Regions from separate parts of the Cricetulus griseus genome. Here all the other regions are linked to region 1. A link is a contact called in public Hi-C data. All regions are on one chromosome and are shown on one strand. The core of a region is the stretch at or near the end of the contact, and the rest is flanking DNA. Distances in the headings are between cores, read along the strand shown.

Region 1 (3,301 bases), core at 493-2,992:
CCTAGAACTAGCTCTTATAGACCAGGCTGGTCTCAAACTCACAGAGATCCGCCTGCCTCTGCCTCCCAAGTGCTGGGATTAAAGGCATGCGCCACCACTGCCCCGCCCAAGTCAACACTTTTAAATCAAGAGATTTCACACAAAATGTGACTTTCTAGTTTCCCTCTAAAAAGGCAGAATTTAACAGTGAGTCCATACCCCCACACAGCAAGAAAAAGCTAGAGACATGTGATGGGATCTCCAGTCAAGGTGGCCTTAGAGTTTTCTTTTGGGTTTCCTCAAAATCTGGGTCATTCTAAAATGCTAGGTATTCATAAAGTTTCTCATGAATCACTATCTGAAACTACCTTCCTCTTCTTCTGTTTATGACAAATACCTTCAGCTTCTTATTTGTGTGTGGCTAATTTTTGTATTGGTAAATTCATTCACACTTGGATCACAGTTTATCTTACCAACCTGGCACAATACTTAAGATGAAAATAAAAATCTGTATGTCTATGATGACCTTCACCAAGATTTACTAATCGGCAGACTTAAACACTTGTGCTATGGAGACATCTTAGCAATGATTCTTATATTTCGCTTCTAGTTTCCTCATACACCTGCCTAGGGATGGCCACCAATGAATGTGTCTTATATGCAAGATCTCCCTCTCAATCTTGCCTAACTACAAGGTTTTCTTTCCTTCCTTCCTTCCTTCCTTCCGTCCTTCCTTCCTTCCTTCCTTCCTTCCTTCTTTCTTTCTTTCTTTTTGTTTTGTTTTTTTTTTTCGAGACAGGGTTTCTCTGTAGCTTTGGAGCCTGTCCTGGAACTTGTTGTGTACACCGGGCTGGCCTTGAACTCACAGAGATCCACCTGCCTCTGCCTCCAGAGTGCTGTGCCACCACCGCCCAGCCAAGGTTTTCTTTATGAATTTGGGGAAAGCCATTTATTCAAAGACAATAACAGTTCACAAATTCTCTGCACCAAAAATTTCCTGTATTTTACTTTTAATTGAGACCTTAGGCCTAAATACAGGCTAATAAAAGGAGATAATTCCGTGCACTTCCCCCTTAGTCTTCTGCAGGGCTTTAGTTCTCTTGATCACCATTTTCTTAGCACCTAGAAGGCATTCCATAGACTGTGGCGTGTTTAACCGGAAGAAAAACCCATGCACCCCGAGGGCCCATTTGCCTTAAAGAAGAATCACTTCCACGATTTCCCATTTCATAATGTCAAGTAAGGCAAACAAGGACAACTCAAAAACAGGTGCTGTCTTCCAGGAGCCTGGGCAGTTCAGGTTGAGCACCCCACTACGGGTAAGGAGGGACCTCGGACTGGCGCGGACTGAGCTGGGGATCAGGCATCTAGAATGCCCGATCGAAACCCCACCCTGTGTATCGCAGACCGCTGTCCTTACCTGCACGCCGCAGGGACGCGAGCAACAGTTTCCTTGAGCGTGACAGCCAGACATGGCCCTGACCTGCGCTGGGTTACCCGCCGCGCGCTCTTTCCAGGCCAAGACTCCTGGCAAGAACGCTATTAAGCGGCAGAGAGGGCAGCCTGGGGGCGGAGCAAGAGCGAGAGGCGGGATCTCATAGGGCCTCGTCCATTAGGAGAACCTGCGCCGGCGCAGACCAGCTGGTGGGCGTGCCCATGAGGGTTGGAGGCGGTGTTAGAACGATAGTCCTCGAGTCCTAAGGTGCGGAGCGCGCCCTGTGGGCGGGGCTAGCCCATGCAAGGCGGGGCCTGGGCGGTCCTTGAGGCCGCCGGTCTATCCGCGCTGTAAGCCGTCCCGGAGAAGGCCGGGAAGATGGCGGCCTCCTGGAGGCTTCGCTGTGACCTGCCGCTGCTACGTTACCTCCTGGGCTTCGGCAGCCGTCGAAGCCTGGGCCGGGCTCAGGGTGCTGCAGCGTGGCCTGTCGGCCGTGGAGCGAGCTGGAGGTGGTTTCATGGCGCTCAGCCGCTGCAGGGTGAGTGGCTGGCGCTCGTTGAACTTCTCTCTTTAGCTGAGCAATGGGCCTGGATCGGGGTGTTCTTGTTTGGGGACCCGCTTTTGTGAGTGTAGGTGCCGAGTCTCCCCGTTCCCTTCAACCTCCCCCAGAACGGGTCTCCTGAATTAGCCTATGGCAAGCCTTGCGGCAAAGGACCGTCTTCAGACTTGGTAGAGCTTGACTCGGTCCTTGGCCTCCAGGGCTATATGGCTTCTCTGTGACCTTGCTTTGGAATTTGAGTTTATTTAGATGTTACCGAGATGGGGTCTGTTTTAAATCCCCTATTTTAGACCCTTTTCAGTCACATGTCAGATTCCTTTAGTTTCATCATTCATCTCTATCGTAATAAAGATGACCATACACTGTTACCCATCCTTATTCATTCAAAGGGCCTGTCCTTATTGTGAAACCTTGAATCTTAATTCCATTTAATGGCTCCTTTGCAGCATACAAGACTTAAATTAGAAATACAGAATCACAGACATGACCAGAATGTTTCAAGTAAAACATGTAGCATGAGATTCATACAAGCTCTTGCATAAAATTGCTCTTAAGTAATGGTATTGGACTCGGAGATAAACCCACTGTTCTTCCATTATTTAACATACAGAATATCAAATGGCAGGACCTTTCTTACATGTGTGAGTATGGGCTGGGGTTTAGAGGGACAGAGATGACGTTTTTCAGAATCATTAGAGATGTAAGTCATCATTCTTAGCACCATCTGGTGAAATAGGCATTGTCCACACTTTCAGAGGTGTTTGAGGCCCAGAAAACAAAACAAAAACAAAAACACAGCTTATAGAGTAAAGTGGGTGCTTTGGGGTTCCTAAAGAGTGGGTAATGGGAATTAACCTAAGTCATTTTTGGTATGATGTTTAATAAATGCCCCTTGATAGTGGTCTTTAACAATGTAGTGTATACTGTTTTCTCTGCCCCGTCCTCATCCTCATTTGTGAAAATTGAACTTTCCTACATTTAGCTGAAACGTTGACTCAGGGATGCTTAGGAATCTGCTCCTTACACTTTGTAAGTCTTGATGGATCAAGACTTTTGAGACTCCCTGCCTCAAAACATCATGGAATGTTACAAGCTTAGAACTGGGTGGAATTGCCTGTGAAGGGTCTTACCCTTGCTTGTGAAATATTTTTGAGCATCTGAATGCCCTAAACTCTAACAAAAAAAGAGTTTATGTGCTTGCATACAAAAATGGGCAGTTTCCAAGATCTCCTTACAGTCGATTGCTTCTGCCTTTAGAAATTCACATAGGCAGTTTCCAACAGATAAATCTTGACATTTTGCCTGTTCCTCACCCTCCAGACAGACAC
Region 2 (3,301 bases), core at 578-3,077, 400 kb after region 1:
ACTCTGATACTAACTTTGAGTATACGGTGTCAGGATGAAACTATCTACAGAATTCCCTTCTGGTGTTTGGAAAGACACTATGTATTTGGAATAAGATGTGTAAGTAAGTAAAACAAGTAAAAAGCTAAAAGCATAGAGAAAGGGGAAATCTTCCAGCAGCCTACAAGTGCAAACATGCCACTCATACCATCAAAGACACCTGGGCTACTTTTCTAATCTTATCACCAATAGCTTTATGGGAAAAACTTAGCAAATGTGCTTGTGGGTGCACGTCACGTGTACCATGCAGTCTGCGAATTCAGGAGCCTGATGGAAAAGCACACTGAGCACAGAGGGCTACAGGTAACCAGAGTTACAATTCCAAGAACAATGACAGCTACCTTTACTGAGAGTCATCCATATCCCAGGCACTGTGCCCAGAGTACTCTACATATACCTTGTCTGCCAAACCCTGTTGAGTAGGTGGCATTGTCCCTACTTAAAAAAAGATGAGTCTTACAGAGGCTCATTAACTTTCCTGAAGACTTAAGCTAATGAGAGAAGAGATAGGAGGTTTTTGGGGGTTTTAAGCAAGGATTCAAACTTCTTCATAACTGTCCAACACTGGCTCCTAGAAGCTCTTTTATGCAAAGCATTTCATTGATTACTGTAGCATACAGCAAAATACCAAGTATTCAAAGGGTCTACTCTCATCTCTTGTTCACTGTCACCACGAGGAGCTTTTCATATATAAGCTTGTTCCTGAATGGCTCTCTGTTAGAACAGGCCACATAATTTGTGGGGTACAGTGCAAACTAACAAGTTGAAGCCACTTGTTACTGAAAAGTTCTGCCAAGCACTACACCACATGCTTGTGAAGCTGGCTGGACCTGCTTCTCTGTTTTCTGTTTGTTCCCAAGTAATCCGAGATGTTCTTCATGGAGAAATCAGAAGTTCTTGTGATAAAGACTCCTCCAGTCAGCTCCCTCTCTGGAGACTCTCACTCATTCAGCCACTCAACAAACATCCCATGAGCTAATGACAGAAGAATTCCAAGGCTTCACTTAAAATGCCCTCAGTGAGACATTAAAGCCACAGCTGGGCAGAATAATGGGTTTCCTGCTTTCAAAAAATGTGGGCAAATTGTCCCCTGACTGGTTTGCCTCTGGTAGCTTAGCCACAGGCAAAGGGGAAGCCCTTTAGAGAACATATGGACCTGGTATCAATCTTGGACTCCTAAAGGAGTGTATCTTTTTAACTAAAACAGTGTTTCCATGCCTGCTTTGATTTTGTTGCCACCTGGCTTGAAACACAAGCTAGCCCTCTGGGGTGCCTAGTTAGTCATTTTGAAAAGAATATCAGCTTCCATGCCTCCATTCATGAACTGTTTATTCTGGGACTTCTCCAAGTGTCCAAATGTTCTCTTTATTTCCTCAGGTACCTTTCCATTCAGCCTTAGAGCAGATTTGTGTTTTATTCTCTACTTGCCTCTTCACCTCAAAGAAGCTTGTCAATAACCCAGACAGAAACCATTCGCACATACCTGAATCCGGAATCAGTGATATTTCTTGAACTTCGCTGAGGAGAATCCAGGAGGGTGAGGACAGGGTGATAAAGAGATTGCCAGGGCCAGGGCAGGTAATGAAGACCAAGACTGCCAACTCCCTCAGGTCCCCAAGGCTATCAGTTGGCTGTAGCCCCCAAAGAACTACGGATATCTGTCTGATTGGACAACTCAGGGTGACTTGGAATGTACAATACCAAAGTATCAGGGCTTCCTTTCTTTAAAATCTGGGCAACAGCTGCTTCTGGCCTTGGAAAGGACGATTTGCCCTCTAGCTTGCTTCAGAGTGGCCGGAAAATCCCCAGTGCCCAGCCTGTGGCCATACAGTTCCATTGCGCCCCCTGCTGGGAGAAATGGCCGGGCCTCTTTGGAGAACAATGATGCAAACATTGGGCATTGATATCTGGTGCTGACTAGAAATGTATTAAGAGTCTTCTGACAGGAGGAAGACAGCAAATGGGTAAGTACCTGGTTCTCAGAACTCACAACAACTTCTGTAGTAGAGGAAATGAGAAAATGCAGAATTTATGCTTTGATTCTATTTTCACTTCAAAATCTGCAGCCTTGGATCTGAATCTAGCTGTAATCACCCTACCAATGACAGAGGGTGGCTGCAGCTAGGGACTGCCCTGCAAAGCTCATAGCTAGCTAGCTCTTTTTCCTGTTAAAAGTTCCTGGAATGGTATTCGACCTCTTATTCCAACAGAACACACAGACCATGAAGCACAGTGAAGTACCAAGAAACAGAAGCAAAGGACTCCACTCTAGGGTGTGTTGAGGGGGTATGTATGTATGTATGTATGTATGTATGTATGTATGTATAAACGTTCTTGTTCAGGTTAGCAGCAAACACACATGCTAATGAGGTCATTTCTCTACCAGCAGCAAGTCACAGTAAGGGGACTCCATTGGGAATGATTAAATATTCTGAGATGTTCCTTAGCAATCAAAAGCAACAATTTAGCCACAGCACTGGCAGCTTCTGGTAACTGTTCTTCTAAATCAGCTTTATAAGCAGTTAACTGTCAAGCACAAGAAGTTTTATTCACTAATGCAATTTAAATACCAACTTTGCCTCAGCTCTCTTCCGTGTATCTAAATGTCCATCCCAGCTTCTCGTTTCCCTTTGCAAAGGACAACAAAAGAGAATAAACAAGATTCAGAAGAGAGACAGGTGGTCTCAGGAAACATGGGGGCATCAAATATACTCATCTGACTAGAGCCCACTGTGTTCTGAAAAAGGTGCAGAGAGAGGAGTTTGTAGTCTTTCCTAGGCAGCAGAGCAGGGACACCATGGACCGTGGTAAATCCATTTTTGGCTTCAGGAGATGAGCTGCTGCCCAAATGGTGGCGTCTGTAACGACCTGAACCCTGCTAAGACTTGGCAATCAAAAGACTGGTTATTGACTGCTGTATAGGGATATTCCATTGACCAGCACCCTATAAAGATGAACACCTCTGGAGGAGCAAAAAAGACATCTCTTCAAAACCTTGGCCCTATTGCTGGCTTAAGCCTATTTCTTCTCTCCTCTCTATGCCCTTGTGAGTCTCTTTCCCAGAGCAGACAATTCAATTACACCAACATTCACTGAGATGAAGATAGTAAGTGGAGGTGAAAATAAATTAAGATAGTTCCAATGCTCTGAGAGATCTGAGAGACAGTGAGCAGGCAGAGCAGAAAAGGCTTGGCACAATCTGATCTAATGGAGTGCTGAGAAGTCTGGACAAAGCAGAGTGGGTCAGCCTCCCTGGAGAAAG
Region 3 (3,301 bases), core at 445-2,944, 270 kb after region 1:
TGATTCTCTCACCTACTTAATATAACCCTGCTCACATGCCTTAAATAATTGGAATCTTAGTTCATCATCTGCAATAAAGGGGTGGACAGGAAAACTGTGATAGGGTTACCCTTATTAGACGAGGTACTTAGTGTTGCCTGATATGTTATAGGCTCTCAAAAATGTTAACTCAGGGTCTGGGGAGATGGAGCAGTCAATAAAGCACTTGCTATATAGGACTCAAATCCTCATCTCCAGCATCCACATAAATAGCCAAGAGCAGTGGTGGCACTAGGTCTGTAAACCCAGGACTGGCAGACCTCTGAAGCTCATTGGCCAGCCAAGCTAGCTTAATAGACCAATTCCAGTTTCAGTGAATGAACCTATCTCAAAATTAAGGTAGAAAAAAAATCAGAGATGTCAAGAACATTTAACATCAACCTCTGGTCTTCACGTACAGGCGCATACATCCATACGAACACATTCATACAATACTCACATGCACACACACACACACACACACACACACACACACACACACACACATCCTACCTGTCATGTACACATGTACATAGGTATTTAGTCTCTGCCTTCACCATCCCTTCCAATTTCCTGAACTCTGAGCCTAATTGTGTGGTTATTAACTTAGGGTGACTATATCCAGATTATTTCAGAACCCAGGGCACCTTGTGAGGTAAGCTCATTGATTTTTCACAGAAGAGCTTTTGTTTTCAAAGCAAGACCTAAGAGCAAGGAGTCACCAAAGCAAACAGCTGGCATCCTTGATGTAATATTAGCTACCCAAGATGTGGCTACACATTAACCAAAATTGGGCACCCACCCATGGCTTTGATGTCATCTTCAGGAAGTTGTCTCACCCCACCTTTATTCAGATTGAGCATACTCTCCTTCCCTAATAGCACCTTGACCTTGTCCACAGGTTACTGATACAGTTAAATTCTATCCATTTCCCCATCATTCTGTCTCTTCTACTACAGCAGACCACTTGAAAACAGGTTCTGTGTTTTGTACCTCCAAATGGTGACAAAAGTCCCAGATCAAATATGGCCTCAAAATTTACTATTTACTACTGATCACTTGTAGATATGTGTGGTTATGCACTCAAATAGTAAAAGAGGAATTCTTATCCCATTTTTAATGGATGAGTCAGCTACAAACACAGAGAAATACACTGTAGTCTCCAAACCACCCAAGCAGAAAGCAGTATGGTTAGGATGGGGCTCTGACTTCCTATGTCTTATTGCCTATCGTCATAAGTGTGTTAAATTGAGTTTGTTGACATTAATAGATCATCTCCAAACCTTTCGAGTCAGGCCAGCACTCCTAAGCTAGCTTTCTGTGCCTAATGAGGTAGAAAGAGTCCTCCAGAAGCTACTGGGAAGGGTTGGGAGTAAGTGAAGAGATGCACCATGTAGGCTATATTGATGGAGTTTGTTTAGAAAGCCATAAAGGACCTCACAGATTCTGCATTTATTGGAAGGAGACGGATCAAGTCATTCGGAAGTGTAGGGAGCTGTGCCATGATGGCCCACGCAAAGGGTCGTGTAAGAAGGAAGTCTGATCCAGTGCCTTGGCCTCGGGCTCCATTCCTTGCCTGTGCTGACATCTGGTCTTCAACACCAGTAGTTTGTTTGCTTGTTAGGACTCCCCATCTCCTGCCCCCTCCATCCCATCCCCTTCAGACTTCCAGACTGCTGACTTCATCATGCGGTGACTGCTGTTTTCCAGCAGTCTCATCCAAACCACTTCCTCTATCCTCACTCCCTGAGGAGAAATGGCACAAACTCCAGCAAAGACAGGTAACACTTAGTTTGAGCATGATAGTCTTTAAAACCAGACTCAGTTCAAACCCAGCTTTGGCGGTTTTTTTTTTTTTTGTTTACTTATGTGCATCTTAATTCATTTAGCAATCCTGTGTCTTGGTTTTTCTTATCTATAAGATGGGGATAATTATTTCTATCAGAAAGACATCTGGGAAATTAAATGAGATGATGGAATTTGATAAATGCATAAGGCTTTCACGTTCCTCCTCATTCCTGACAGCTTTAACACCATTTCTGTGTGATACACAGTAGGGAGCTGGATAGACCATGAATCACGATTGAAAGGGAAGTCAACAACGATCCAAGAATCCCTGAACCTGTCTTAAGACTTCTAAGAATGGAACTGCTGAATCCCTAGTTCTCTCACCCTGATATTCAAATGGCTATCAGAGAGGAAAGGGAACCCGCCCCCGGTTTTGAATTGTTGAATTAGGCAGATTTGTTACTGTGAGAGGAGGGAATGGGTACCCCTTTCCAGGGTCCTGCCTCAACAGAGCCTATGCAGGTAATTTGGAATTCATCTGCCCAGAACTGGAGAGACTGGTTTTGAGCAGTAGTGGGCAAGCCAGAATTCTCTGTAAGTCACTGGAGTTCTGCAAGAACTTTGCTTTCTACTTTCTCCTCTTGTCATGTGAAGTCTGCTTAAGGACAAAGAGAGAATTGCCAGGAAAAGCTGTCAGAAAGATAAAAAGGAAAGCATGAAAAGAAGAGCGGAACTTTAACAGTTATTCAGGAGCAAATAACTAACAGCTGTTCATTGTCTCGTCTGAGAACACAGTAGCTACATAAATAATAATAGCTATAAAGCAAGCCCATGAGTCAGGTTTACAATATGAAGTTCCAGCAGGGTGATTAGCCACTCTTGGCTTACTGTCTAAATCTTTGAAGTCTGGGTTTGGGGACCACTGGAACTCAGAAACACAAAATGTAGCCTGACCTGCAAAGCTATTGGCAATGCTGTGGTCTCTCTTCATGTAACACCAAGCTGGAGTCTCACTGAATGAGCAAAGAGTCCCTGACACCTGTGTTCATGTACTTTCTAGAAACTTGTCATTTTCTCTGTGGTTTTTGGCCATCTTGTTGGCTCTCTGGCCTGTTGATAACATGCCCCCTAGTGGACTTCTCAAAAAAAAGTCTTTTTGATCTACATGGGAATTGAATTCTGCTACCAGACTTTAATCCTTGAATCCTCAAGGTTAATCCAAGAAGACAAAAGAGGGGGATGGTGGGGGTCCTTTCACTAAAGGCTTGTGTGGAGGACCAGTGTTTCTGGGTAGTCTGGGAGGGGAAAAGTCAGGGTACAACTAATCATGCATGTTCTGACTTAATCTGCATTTTATGTTTTGAAAAAGACTCAGAGATCATGAGGGAAACATTAAGTTGCAATGTGACTATCATTTGCCCAATATTTGCTAAATTCCAAGCATTGTGCTCTCTATTTGGACACATTCTTATCTGAGGAATACAAATAATTGTAG

Evidence for each region. Hi-C and Micro-C count contacts between places; a contact is called where the count stands out from the background.
Region 2: a contact with region 1 is called in a Hi-C map of the CHO-K1 cell line, with 4 times the contacts expected there. The contact joins the promoter of Slc1a2 here to the promoter of Pdhx in region 1. A contact is called at or near these places in 5 of 8 Hi-C or Micro-C datasets (the CHK-Q cell line, the CHO-K1 cell line, fibroblasts and 1 more).
Region 3: a contact with region 1 is called in a Hi-C map of the CHO-K1 cell line, with 4 times the contacts expected there. The contact joins the enhancer-like site here to the promoter of Pdhx in region 1. A contact is called at or near these places in 3 of 8 Hi-C or Micro-C datasets (the CHL-YN cell line and the CHO-K1 cell line).

The regions. Positions count from the first base shown.
Region 1 is chr6:74,579,307-74,582,607 of CriGri-PICRH-1.0, forward strand. It overlaps Pdhx (pyruvate dehydrogenase protein X component, mitochondrial), which reads left to right and starts at 1,743. Exons shown (of 11, transcript XM_027422371.2): 1 at 1,743-1,952. The coding sequence starts at 1,793. It overlaps Apip (methylthioribulose-1-phosphate dehydratase), which reads right to left and starts at 1,553. Exons shown (of 7, transcript XM_027422369.2): 1 at 1,400-1,553. The coding sequence starts at 1,453.
Region 2 is chr6:74,977,561-74,980,861 of CriGri-PICRH-1.0, forward strand. It overlaps Slc1a2 (excitatory amino acid transporter 2), which reads right to left and starts at 1,828. Exons shown (of 11, transcript XM_035446778.1): 1 at 1,523-1,828.
Region 3 is chr6:74,853,322-74,856,622 of CriGri-PICRH-1.0, forward strand. No RefSeq gene overlaps it. Among named protein-coding and RNA genes, the nearest start is that of Cd44, 91 kb to the left of the region's middle. Within about 2 kb of position 1,695, at least 2 of the 6 cell types and tissues checked have open chromatin away from gene starts, as enhancers often do. A contact at or near this core is called in the CHO-K1 cell line, where this site is marked.